Linked DNA regions of Zea mays: region 2 is linked to region 1. A link is a contact called in public Hi-C data. All regions are on one chromosome and are shown on one strand. The core of a region is the stretch at or near the end of the contact, and the rest is flanking DNA. Distances in the headings are between cores, read along the strand shown. Region 1 holds the start of LOC107275245 (50S ribosomal protein L7/L12, chloroplastic-like). Region 2 holds the start of LOC100283183 (ribokinase).

What was found. Hi-C and Micro-C count contacts between places; a contact is called where the count stands out from the background.
Region 2: a Hi-C map of leaf shows a contact between it and region 1, with 4 times the contacts expected there. The contact joins the promoter of LOC100283183 here to the promoter of LOC107275245 in region 1. A contact is called at or near these places in 3 of 25 Hi-C or Micro-C datasets (bundle sheath, ear and leaf).

The regions. Positions count from the first base shown.
Region 1 is chr8:152,355,939-152,361,967 of Zm-B73-REFERENCE-NAM-5.0, reverse strand. LOC107275245 (50S ribosomal protein L7/L12, chloroplastic-like) reads right to left here and starts at 3,336. Exons shown (of 1, transcript NM_001320551.1): 1 at 2,571-3,336. The coding sequence starts at 3,242. The coding sequence ends at 2,691. LOC100191225 (AMSH-like ubiquitin thioesterase 2) reads right to left here. Exons shown (of 9, transcript NM_001136659.1): 9 at 5,414-6,013. The coding sequence ends at 5,830. LOC100280337 reads right to left here and starts at 2,025. Exons shown (of 1, transcript NM_001320549.1): 1 at 1,142-2,025. The coding sequence starts at 1,897. The coding sequence ends at 1,244.
Region 2 is chr8:152,929,001-152,935,139 of Zm-B73-REFERENCE-NAM-5.0, reverse strand. It overlaps LOC100283183 (ribokinase), which reads right to left and starts at 2,050. Exons shown (of 5, transcript NM_001353327.1): 1 at 1,420-2,050. The coding sequence starts at 2,031. It overlaps LOC103636141 (mitogen-activated protein kinase 8-like), which reads right to left. Exons shown (of 10, transcript NM_001301575.1): 5 at 6,019-6,139; 6 at 5,787-5,942; 7 at 5,445-5,656; 8 at 5,233-5,337; 9 at 4,595-4,665; 10 at 3,581-4,514. The coding sequence ends at 4,084.

The sequences.
Region 1 (6,029 bases), core at 2,087-4,586:
GCCTACAGGGGTTTAGATATGTGTTAAGTCAGATTGGCTGATGCAATGATCCACGTACTTTCTTCGTTACCCATTATAGACAATATCCTTCATGGCTACTTTCTTGATTATCCATGGTGGACAAAGGTGTACTTCGCTACCTTTCCCGGCCGTTCTCTTGTAAGGTGTACTTCGCTACCTTTCCCGGCCGTTCTCTTGTGTCCCTCGCCGCCGCTAGAGCATGCCGCCAGACTAATCTATTTTATACACTAGCCCTAAGAGCAACTCCAATAGTTATATAAATTTTAGCTCTCTAAATCATATATTTAAGAAGTTGCTAAACAACTTTAGGAGTAAAAAAATGTGAGTTCTCCAATAGTTCTCTAAATATATGTTGTAATTTTGTTTTGTATCTATCCACATCAAAAAAATAAGTCACAAATGTCATCAATTACCTTCATTAACTACATAACGCAGTCAACATTTTTGTTTAGGGAGTTGCTAAATGGTTGCCAAATGTAGAGAGAAAATGAGTAGAGCAACTCCAGTAATTCTCTAATAGACTTCCTAAATCAACAATTTAAGGAGTTAACACAAAAATTCATCTCCAACAGTTCTCTAAATAAACTTTCTAAATTTAACAACTTCTCATCTAACTTTATTTCCTCTCTACATTTGGCAACCATTTAGCAACTCTCTAAAAAAATGTTTACTGCATTATATAGATAATGAAGGTAATTAATGACATTTGTGACTTTATTTTTTTATGTGGATAGATACAAAAACAAAACTACAACCTATATTTAGAGAACTATTGGAGAACTCACATTTTTTTACTCCTAAAGTTATTTAGCAACTTCTTAAATCTGTGATTTAGAGAGCTAAAAATTACATAACTATTGGAGTTGCTCTAAGATAATGAGTTGTTAAATTTAGAAAGTTTATTTAGATAACTGTTGGAGATGAGTTTTTATATTAACTAGCTAAATTATTGATTTAGGAAGTCTTTTAGACAACTGCTGGAGTTGCTCTAACAAACCAAACTGGATTAGCCCAAAACAGAAACAAATTCCGCATAAACCGGGTTGAAGCCCAGATCATTATCAGCTTTAACGGTCGAGGCGAAGAACTTGTGTGGAGGACCAATGTACAGATACAAAATAAAAAAAACATAAGAATCCAAATTTTCTTTAAACCAATGAATAAATGTGCGAGATACACCATGTAAACAATCCCTACACTAACTAAGTAAAACTATGCACATTTACGGCAACTGCGACGGCAATATCGTCATTGCACCGGTGAAGGCCGCATCTTGCGCGTGCTCCCTGGTGAGCACCAGCCGGCCAACCTCGTATGACACGAAGGCGTCAATGGCAGCGTAGCGGACCTGCGCCTGCGACAGAGGTCTGTCCCACTCGCTACAGGTCAGGTGCTTCGGCTTCTCTATTTCCACTCCCATCACCTCGCGGGCGAGGATCTTGAGCCCCGCCGTCCTGAGGTGCGGCCGGCCGAGCACGTCGGCCGCGGCATACCTCAGGTCTACAGTGTTATTGACCACAATGTTGCAGTCGCAGCGCAAGCGCTCTACGTCGACGTCGACCACGACGCCGACGAAGCGGTGCTGCGGGCTGGCGAGGAAGGCTTTCAGCGCGGCCGGGACATAGTCGGCCGCGACTATCTGGAAGACCAGACAGCGGTGGCCCACGCAGAGCTGCAGCACGGCCATCCGGTTGCGCGGGCGCCGGCCCTGTCGGCGAATGACGCGCCACTCGGTGTCCAGACCCACGATCAGGGGCTTTCTGGTCTGGCGCACCTCGCGGAGGAAGAGCTTGGTGGCGTCGCCGGAGTTGGTGACGGTAGTTTTGATGATGGTGCCGTCGTCCATGACGACGTCCGTGTCGTACGCGAACGTCATTGCGCCGGCGCCGGCAGGGAGGAGAGGACACGGACGGCTTGCGCGCGCTGTAGTCGTCGTCCCTTGATCACCTTGTCTTGTCGAGAGCCAGCTAGCTAACAATACGTAGATGCAAGTGTTTATTTGATGGAGGCACAGCGTAGATCGGTTTATTATATAGGGTAGGCGCAAGTCCGCAACGCGCAAGGGTCGGGGTATTCTGTTATCTTTCCGAACCGAGGTTGAACAGCTAACGCGACGGCATCGGCATGCAAATAGAGACCAAACGGCTTTTGCACAGACCAACAGAAGGCGTGGGCGCGTGGCCTCAGCCAGACCAGCGTACGACGCGGCGGGGTATTCTGTTTATTAGATACGAGAGAAAACAGTTTTGATCTCTTAGATGCTAAATGTATGGAAACAAATTATAAAAGGAAGAATACACATTAAATGAAAGTATAATCAAATAGAAAACGTTTGTAGTACCTTTCTTACAGACAATTTTTTAGATGACATTTGTAACGAATAATAACGAATACAATGCAACCCACTACAAAGGCTACTAGCAATTGCAAGCAACAGAATAAGGAAAGCAAAATGCCCTATTGTTCACCGTCATGAAGTAATGATAGTGCCAACAAGGCAAATCTACATTACCAGTTTTAAGCATGTCACATTCACACTGAATTCATATCATCAAACAGCAATTCCTTATAAACGACAATGGGGATACACAAAAGATTGGGAGGCAAAGATCAAAGAAAGAAATTTAAAAAAAAAAGAAGAAAAAAAAAAGGAGTCAGTATACCTAGTGTCACACGATAGACACCTTGGCGCCGACCTCCTCGAGCTGCTTCTTGGCATCCTCGGCCTCGTCCTTGCTGACGGCCTCCTTAAGCTTCTTGGGAAGGCCCTCGATAAGGTCCTTGGCCTCCTTGAGCGCGAGGCTGGTGAGCACGCGCACCACCTTGATAGTGGCGATACGCGCGCTGCTGGGCACCTCTTCAATTACTACGTCGAACTCCGTCTTCTCAACGGGGGCCTCCTCCTCGGCCGCGGCCCCGCCGCCCGCCCCAGGCGCTGCGACGACGGCGGCCGGCGCGAAGGCCGCAGCTGTGACGCCGAGCCGCTCCTGGAGGTGGTCAACAAGGTTGCGGGCCTCCTCGAGAGTGAGCCCGGCAATGGTGTCCCCGAGCTCCAAGACCTTGGGGGACTCGGTGGCGGTGGACGCGACGGTGACGGCGCGGCGTCTCCGGCGGCTGTCAGGCACGGGGAAGGAGGACCTCGGGAGCGAGACGGCGGGGCACGGGGAGGTGGAGGGGCGGGAGAGGAGGCTGAAGGCGGAGGAGAGGGTGGTGGAGGCCATGGCTAACTCCTGGGAGCTCGTGCGTCGGGGAGTCGGGAGTGGGGAGTGAGCAGGCAGCAGCGACGGCGTGAGGAGGCCGGCGGATAAGATGAGGCGATGGAGTGCCGTTGTGATAAGATGGGGAGAGGGAGACAGATATACGAAACGAACGGTGTGAGTGGCTAACCCCTGGGCTTTCCTTCTAATTGCAATTGTATCTTCGGATTTATAAAAGCTATCTCAAACAATAGAATAGTTGCATAGTGAGCAGTGTATGAGTGTAGTATTAACATATAAAACTGTGTTTCTCCAACACCTAAACAATACCATCTCAATAAACAATACTTATTCTCCATTACCCGATTAAATTATATATTGAAGGAGAGAGGGTGTATAAATTTACATAACCTCTCTTATATGTATTTTGCCTCTTGTAAAGAGAGTGTACAAATTTACATAGCCCCTCTTCTCACGAGTATTTTGTCCCCTGTGAGATGTATGATCTATTGTAGACACATGCATTATGATATAACGTCGTGCGAGCGATATTTTTGCATTTGCATGACTTTTCACGTGGCGAGATAGACTAAAAGGTGTTTAGTTTATAATTTTTAGTACCTCCATTTTATCTAATTTTACTCTCTACATTATCTCCCTAAATTATCAAATACGAAAATTAAATTAGAGTTTTAGTTTTTATATTTAACCATTTAGGGACTAAAATGAAATAAAATAAAGGGACTAAAAATTAGTCCCTATAAACCAAACACTCTCTAAGGCCTGTTTGGTTTGGAGTAACTAGTCAATTTTAGTTCTGAAAAAACAAATAGGGTTCAAAGTAGAGGTGACTAAACTTTAATTCTTTAGTCATTAAGGGGTAACTAAAAGGGACTAAGGTATGATTTTAACTCCATTGTCCTCCCCACTTTCTATGTGCACCGGGCAACCCCTAATTAATAGGGGTAATATAGTCCTTATTCGCACTAATTAATACTCTTTAGAGCATCTCCAACAAGAGTCTTAAATGGGGTCCTATTTTTCTTGGTCAAAATTTTGAAATATAAGACCCCAACACCAAAACCTGCTCCAGCAGAGGTCATGTTTCACAAAAAATCATCAAACAATTATAGGACCCGATGCCTTAGGTTCTAAACATAGGACCCCTCGTATACTGGAGCACTATCCTCATTTAGTGCAATAATCATAATCTTTTATTTTCTAAATAATATGATTTATTTCCTAATAACATGGTATAGTATTTAACTATTGGAGTTGTTAATGTTTTTTTGGTTCTAAACATTTTAAATTAGGTCCTATTTTAATTTTTAGGACTTAAATATAGGTCCTATTTTAACATGGTACACACTTGACATTTTATAGGCGCATACCCGATGATGCCGTCGATGGAAACTTCTCACCCGCACTCTCCATGGAAGGTTAGTGGATTGAAGGGGGGTGGGTGTCGCCGATGGTGGGGCAAGGCCGGTCGGTGGCAAGGGAGATATAGGGCGAGGTTAGAGGGGGGAGGATTCCCCTTCTCTGGAGAGCGAGAACGCGGATCGAGAGGACTCCCCTTCCATGGAGGCTGGAGCGTCTGATTCTCCTTCCATGGACAGCACAGACGTGGATCGAGAGGGATTGCGACGAAACGAGACAGATTCGGATGGGATTGCGGACGCGGAGTCTGATCGAGAGGACTCCCCTTCCATGGAGGCTGGGGCGTGATCCGAGCGGAGGGCGGAGGACTCGCCATGGAGTGCGCGGACGCGGATGGGATTTTGGGGAGTGGATGGGATTCTGGAGAGCGCGAACACGGATGGGATTCTGGGGCAGCGATCCGGGCGAGAGAGAGCAGGGATTGCGGCGAGAGAGGAAAGTGGGGCGAGGACAGCCGGATTTGCACGCCGAGGAGGAGATCTGTGCTGCGACACGGGAGGGGATCGCGCCGATGGGTGAGGGAGTGGACAGCGACACGGGAGTGGATCGCGCCGATGGAGAGCAGATGGGTGGGGGAGTGGATCGTGCCGATCTAAACCGCACCGAGGAGATCTGCGCCACGCCGAGGAGAACTAGATCGCGGTGGATAGTGCGACGAGGAGACAAGGCAAGGGCGTGCTTCACCAGTTAAGGTATGGACGCCCACAGTAGAGCCATATAAGCCATATAGAATAGTAGAAATAGAGAATTGGTTTAGTAAGGAACTGCCAAATTAATGTATTTCTTCATACTCCAGTCACTGACAATTAGTAAGTAAATTGGCAGTGCCACAGAAACAGTCAAGCGCTATTGCGCTACGTTACAATCACATCCCAGACCAAGTTAATAGTGTGTGTGTGTGTTTTGCCCCAGTTGTATGTTATATACAGTATTACTTAAAATACCAACTCAAAGGCTGGCCGAACAGACAAGATAACCAGTGCTAGTTTTCAGTTACTCCTTTTCTTTGACAAATACCAGCGCAGATGTCAGATAAGTAACATGAGCATCTTGGTTCCGGCTTGGCGCTGTCACTATACCTATCACGCATCGTCAGCAAGCTCTATGGTATATACTTCTGCCAAGAGGGAGCACAAGGGAGCACGTGCTGCCATAGCTTTAGTCCCATTGATCATTGAGCCGAGCGCAGGTCGACAATCTCAAACCGCAAGTTGGGATTGAAGTGCACTTTCGAGCAGGTTTCATAGATTGGGCTGCCGTTGGTTGTCTCTCGGTGAGTGTGGAACCCACTTTCGTCACACTCCCTAAGAACATCCATCCCTCCAGGTTCAGTCAGCCTGAATATTCCGTAACTCCTGAAAAATTTGAGAA
Region 2 (6,139 bases), core at 801-3,300, 570 kb before region 1:
TAGATGGATCTTGTAGCACTCCTCAACTCTTGGGTTCAATTCCCAATCAGAGTGAATTTTAGGCTGGTGTTAAAAAAAGGTCACTCGCTGGTTCCTGGTTTTGTGCATACGAAACAGACTGACCTATAGGGGGTGTATCCTCGTGTAGGGGCTAGGGGGCTCAAGCATGGATTAAAGAACTGACCTATAAGGGGGCGGACCGCGGACCCTCATGATGCAAGGGGAGCCAACTTTTGTGACCTTTCTCGGTCGGGCTCAATTTGAGCTTGTTAAAGGGCGTACCCAGTGTCGTAGGCTTCCCACACTGTGCGGGGTCTGGGGAAAGGTATCTTTAAGCGTCAAGCCTTACCCGCATAATATGCAGAGGCTGGGGCTCGAACCCAGGACCTTCCGGTTAAGCTTGTTCTTAACAGTGGGGGCTATCTTTCCCCATCGGCCGAGTTATATAGTCACAAATGAGTGTTCTGTAGTGGTAGGAAGGTGCTGGTGATAAAAGACAGGTTTTGGGTTCAATTCTTCAACGACACAAATCTTGTTTCCCTAAATGAAAAGGCTGCATGGTGAATGGTGACGGCTGGGCTTGCGGGCCCCTAGAGTCAAGGCAGCAAATCCTGCTTTCCTAAACGAAAGACTACATGGTGATTACTGGTCTTCTAGGGACGTTTATTGTGCCAGATCGTGCCTAGTCCCGCTGCATGGTGATCTGCATGATGACATAGTGCAGATCACGCCTACATCATGCTGGATATGTTCCTGGCGTCGCGCTTGTGAGTGTAGTGGTGACCCCACATGACACAGCCACTATATCTCCCCAAATTTCGAAAACCGAATACTGAAACATCAAATAATGAAAACATTCAGTAAATTGCTGCTTCATTCTCAAATATATATATCTCATCTTTGGTTGATGCTGTAGTTTGCCACGCCTGACCTTTGGCAAACTGTGGTTGCTACAAAATGTGTGGCCAGCAAAATCAAAGTTTGGCATGAAAGTAAGCCTATCACGTGTGGGGCAGGGGGCTATGAGAGTGTGGCACACCATAATTATGGTAAGAAACCAAACAGCTGCCTAAAAAGTTACAGCATAACTAATGGCCTGTTTGGAACCTATACAGATAATTGCTAGTAGCTAAAATTAGCTGTAGGGGTTCCAAACAGTCCAGCTAAAGCTTCAGCTAATTGTTAGCTGGACCCCCGACTAACAATTAGTTCATTAGCTGGGTTGGGCCAACTAAAATCAGCAAGACAGTATCGCCCCTTATCCTTTCAATGCAACTTAGCTCTAGGGGTTTAAAACAGTCCCTAAACTGTGGCGCTCCAAGCTGCATTACCCTATCATATCAAAAATAATCGGACAGTACCTTTTTTATTATAAAGAAAATTTGTGTGCCAAACCAATCTAAGATAGGTAAAAAGCACCTGGGCAGCCTGCGCGTTGACCCAATCGGGTATCTCCCTCTGCAGCAGCAGCACGCCTGCCTTTCGGATCAATTCCAGGTCCTCCGAACCGATCCCCGCCGCCCAGCCCTCCATGTTCGCCCCGCCCACGATGATAATGGAGTTCTGCCCGTCGGGCATGAGCATGACGACGGCGTGTCCCGATGGCGCATCGGCCGCGCGGGCGACGCGGTCGGTGCGGACACCACCAGCGTCGGCTAGGGCACCCTCGAGGAGTCGGCCGTTGGCGTCATCCCCCACGCGCGCCACGAGGTAGGTAGGGCCCAGCGCGAGGCGGCCACCGCAGGCGGCCTGGTTGGCGCCCTTGCCGCCCGCGAGGCTGCGTCCCGCGCGGGCCGCCACGGTCTCGCCGATGAGCGGGAGACGGTCGACCTCGACGTAGATGTCGGCGTTGGCGGAGCCCACGACGACGATGTGGGGCGGCGGCGCATTGGCAGCTGCGGCGGCGGAGAGGGAGGTAGGGGTAAGCTTCGGGAAGAAGGTGAGGTGGGCGGGTCTGGGGTTGGAGCCCGAGAGGAACGTGGCGGCCGGCGTGCGGCCGGCCGGAGTAAGGCGCACGCGTGCCTGAGCCATATCAGAGGGGCGGTGTCGAGTACTCGAGTGAGTGTTGGCCTGTTGGGGTAGGCAGAACGATAGAGTCAAGGAGTAACGGCGTCCCGATCCGATCCTGAAGATGATAGTGATTCCGTTTTTTAATCGCAACAGATTAGACACAGGTAATAGTGAGGTATCGGTTATGCTTAGATAACATGATTTATGATATAGTTAGTTTCAGCTTATACATTATATAATATAGATTATATATTAGATTATATAATCTTGGTTAAATAATTTGGATGTAGTTGTTTGGCATTGTAACTTTGATTATTGATTTAAGTTACGTGCTGCTTGGCGAGAGCAAGAAATAGATAAATATTTTTTAGGGACCAGCAATAGTGGATAATTTGTCTTGTTCGTTTGTGTCGGATTGCACTCGGAATCGTTTTAGCTAATCAAAGTTTATATAAATTACAGAAGCAATCCAGTTAGGAATCGTTCCGACCCACCAATCCAGCACAAACAAAGTTATCATGGATAGTAGATCCTTTGCTAAAATAATATCAAATAAACATTTCTTAAGGAGGTTATGAGATTATGACAATATGACCTCTAGATTATATAGTGTGACCTAATAATCTGGTTGTTTTGTTTCTATCTAGATTATTTAAGTTGTATTCTATAATCTGGATATATTTTAATCTAAAACAAATAGGCCTTAATCATCCTGTGGTAGCCAAACACATTCTCTTCCAAGGTGTTGGTGGATGTTGCTACCTTCACGGTACTACGGTGCCACCGTAGAAAAACATGAAACTAGTATGAGATTTGGTATTATGGGGATCAGACATAAATCTAGCGTATGCATAACTCACTAAGTGTAAGGAAAATAGGGTTTAATCTATTTCTACAATTGTTTCGGTGCTTAATGGCCATTACAAGTATTTGGATTAACTAGTCTGCCAAGTGTATGTTCATAGATTCATAAGATCAACAAATATGCTTCTAAGTCAGAAAACAGCTCAAAACCAACCTATTATGGGTAAATTTTGGAATAGAAAAACTAGCAATAGTTCTCCACTTTGGATAAGTTCTAAATACTACTAAGAATATATTTGATACATCTAGAGAGGTTGAAAATGTCGGAATCAAAGTCTCACTCTTTTGGAGCTAGTTTGAGCTAAAAACAGGATATAAGTTAGAGAGATCAAACCAACCCAAATCCATGACTTAAACTAGTTGGATAGTCACTAGATATATTTGTCTAAGTCATAAGAACACTCTTAAGAACAGCCAAATCCAGTGGAAGACGATTTTAAGAAGTTCAAATAAAATCTGTAGAACTGGGAAGCAGTGGAAGACGATTTTAAGAAGTTCAAATAAAATCTGTAGAACTGGGAAGCACTGGACCGCCTTACCAGAGGGGTCTCAGAGGCTGTTCTCGGGTCTGGCATTGGACCATGGGTAGATTATAATTCCAAATAAACATCCCCTAAATAGAACTAAAATAGAGTGACTAATCTTTAGTCCCGGATACCAAACAGGCTCAATGTACCAATCTGAACTTTATTATAGAGCAAAATATAGGCCAAAACTTCACAGCTTTGAATTAAAGAAGCGGGTCTCACCAGCCGTAATACATAAAATCAAGTCACTTTTTTTATATACAGAGAGGTAAACGTAGACTAACTATTTTTTATTCCCCAATGTTTCCGTTCTTGCAAAGTACATAATTTTCCATGTAATAATTGTCTCTGCTCCCCTTTGACTCTTATAAGCAGCAACCAACTGACGGCACTGCCTTTTTTTCTCTCCTTTTATTTTACCGTTGCCGCGGGGTGATGGCATTGCTTTCCGAAAAGCTATGTCCAATGAACAGAACCATGACTGTTGCCCAATATTATCTGTTTTTCAATCTGACGTCACACTTCCTCCTTGATCCGAGATCGGAGACCATACTCTTCATGCTCCGTATCTTCGGCTCGGAGTCAACATGGCAGTTCTTTGGCACCTAAATCTTTTCACTGTTCGCCATGTTATTACTTCAACTCAGATCAGGTGTTCTGGAGATGGTCAATGCAACTAGAACTAGTAAATCCTAGAAACTCCATACTGAACCCCATTAACCTTGTTGTAGCCACCTCCACCTGCAGCAGCGATGCCACTAAAAGGGGCGATTCCATGAATCATGTTTGAATGCAAAGCAGCTCTATCTGCCGCGTCGGCTTTTGGGAAAGCTTTTGGTATGTAGTAGGAAGACCTCAGGTCAGGGGACATGTGTGATACTAGCTTGCTGTCCATGAATCGCTGTGCTGGCTGGTACTTCATGCGGTCCTTTTCCAGCTCCTGTTGGAGTTCTCCATCTGAGTTGTCTGACTTCCGGTGATAGGTGTATGCTGACAGGTTTGAGGTGGCTGGAGGAAGCACTGGATTCCTCACCACCCTGCGTTGGCTGTATGGATCAACAGCAGTTGCGTTCTCAAATGGTATTACTGAACCAACCACTCTTCCTGGTCTACCTGATTTTTTTTCAGAAAATAACACTACATTAGATAGTGGCGCCTGAAGAACATAATATTTCGTTAGGAGAAATTACCACCTGTGGGAATCTTTCGGGGAACTTGGGAGGTTCCATTTGGAGGGATTGGATTAGAATGAACTGTGGTTGTCCTGCAGATAGAAGGGAGTAACGGTCAGAAGTCAATTTCGATGGAAAATTATAATTAGTATAAGCGAATAATAATGCAACAAGTAGTTAAGTTGCTAGCCTCTGATTTCACAGTATCACAAGGTCATCAAACACCAGTTCTTTAAAAAAACTCGACCTGCGGGGGGTAAGACAGCCCCCAGACATTGTATTAAGAAGACATTCTCACACAGGTCGAGAAACCCCCCGAATATCTGCTCCACCATACACAGCGACACCGTAGCCCGTGTGAGAACGACCGCGACCGGGGCTGAGCCATAGACATATGCTTTGGCGTGTGACAGACGAGGAGATTTTTTAACCACAACCTGAAATTCGCTCCCACGGATAGTCGAACCAAAGACTTGAGGAGTGCTACTCAAACCACCTAACCAACTCGGCCATGCAAACGTAAGCTAATTCATTTTAATCCCAAAAAACTAGGAAACTGTGGAATCCAATATAATTTATTCAGGCAAAAAAAGGTTTTTTAACGAAAAGCAGAACATAGCAGCCTAAATCATAGAATGAGAACCCTGAAAATCTGTCACCTTGGGAGCGAAACATGCTTCCTGTCTGATGAAGCGGTGTGCGCCACACTCTTTCCTCCATTTTCCTCCAAGTTAGCAAATTGCCTTCGGAAATTGTCAACAGCACTGAACAAGAACAATTAGAAACAGTTAGCACATTGGTATAGCAGGTGGCAATAACATAAAATAAATGAAATATTCAAGCTCCATTTTTATTACTGGCAAACAAATACCTAGGATATATAAAGTTTGTTTTCTCAGTTCCATTCATGTAATCCTTGAGAAGTTGAGGATGATACTCTAATATCTCCCTGAATATAAGTTCCTTGACATCCTCTTTGGTCACCTTTCTTCGCTCAAACTCGAACTCCATTTTTGTTATTGGCTGGCATGATGGTTCTCTCTCTACTTTCGCGAGGCCTTTAAAATACGGATCAGCCAATGCCTGGTTGTACATCAATGACAAAAGAAACATCACTTGAGGAATTTTAAGATATAATAATGGCTGGGACACTAAGCAAACAAGTAAAAAAAATGTGGAATTGGATTATACAGTTCAAAGTTCAAACACTTGCCTCTTCAGGAGTTGGCCTATCCTTGGGATCAAATGCCAAAAGCCTCTGCAAAAGTTTGAGCGCGGCAGGATCTGCTTTAGGGAACCTTCCGGGAAATGATACTGGCTGTTTTTTCCTCATGCTATTCAAATACCTCCTTGCCTTCTCATTCCGAATCTACAGTAGCAAAAGGATCAATGTGAACAGTTTAATTTGGAACATTAGGTATGAATGAGAACTTGAGAAGACATACTCGAGAAACTGTATCAAGTGATGGAGTACCCAAGAGATCAGTCATCAAATCCAACTGGTGGACCACATTTTTTCCAGGAAACAAAGGCTTCCCAGTTAAGACTTCCGCAAAAATGCAACCG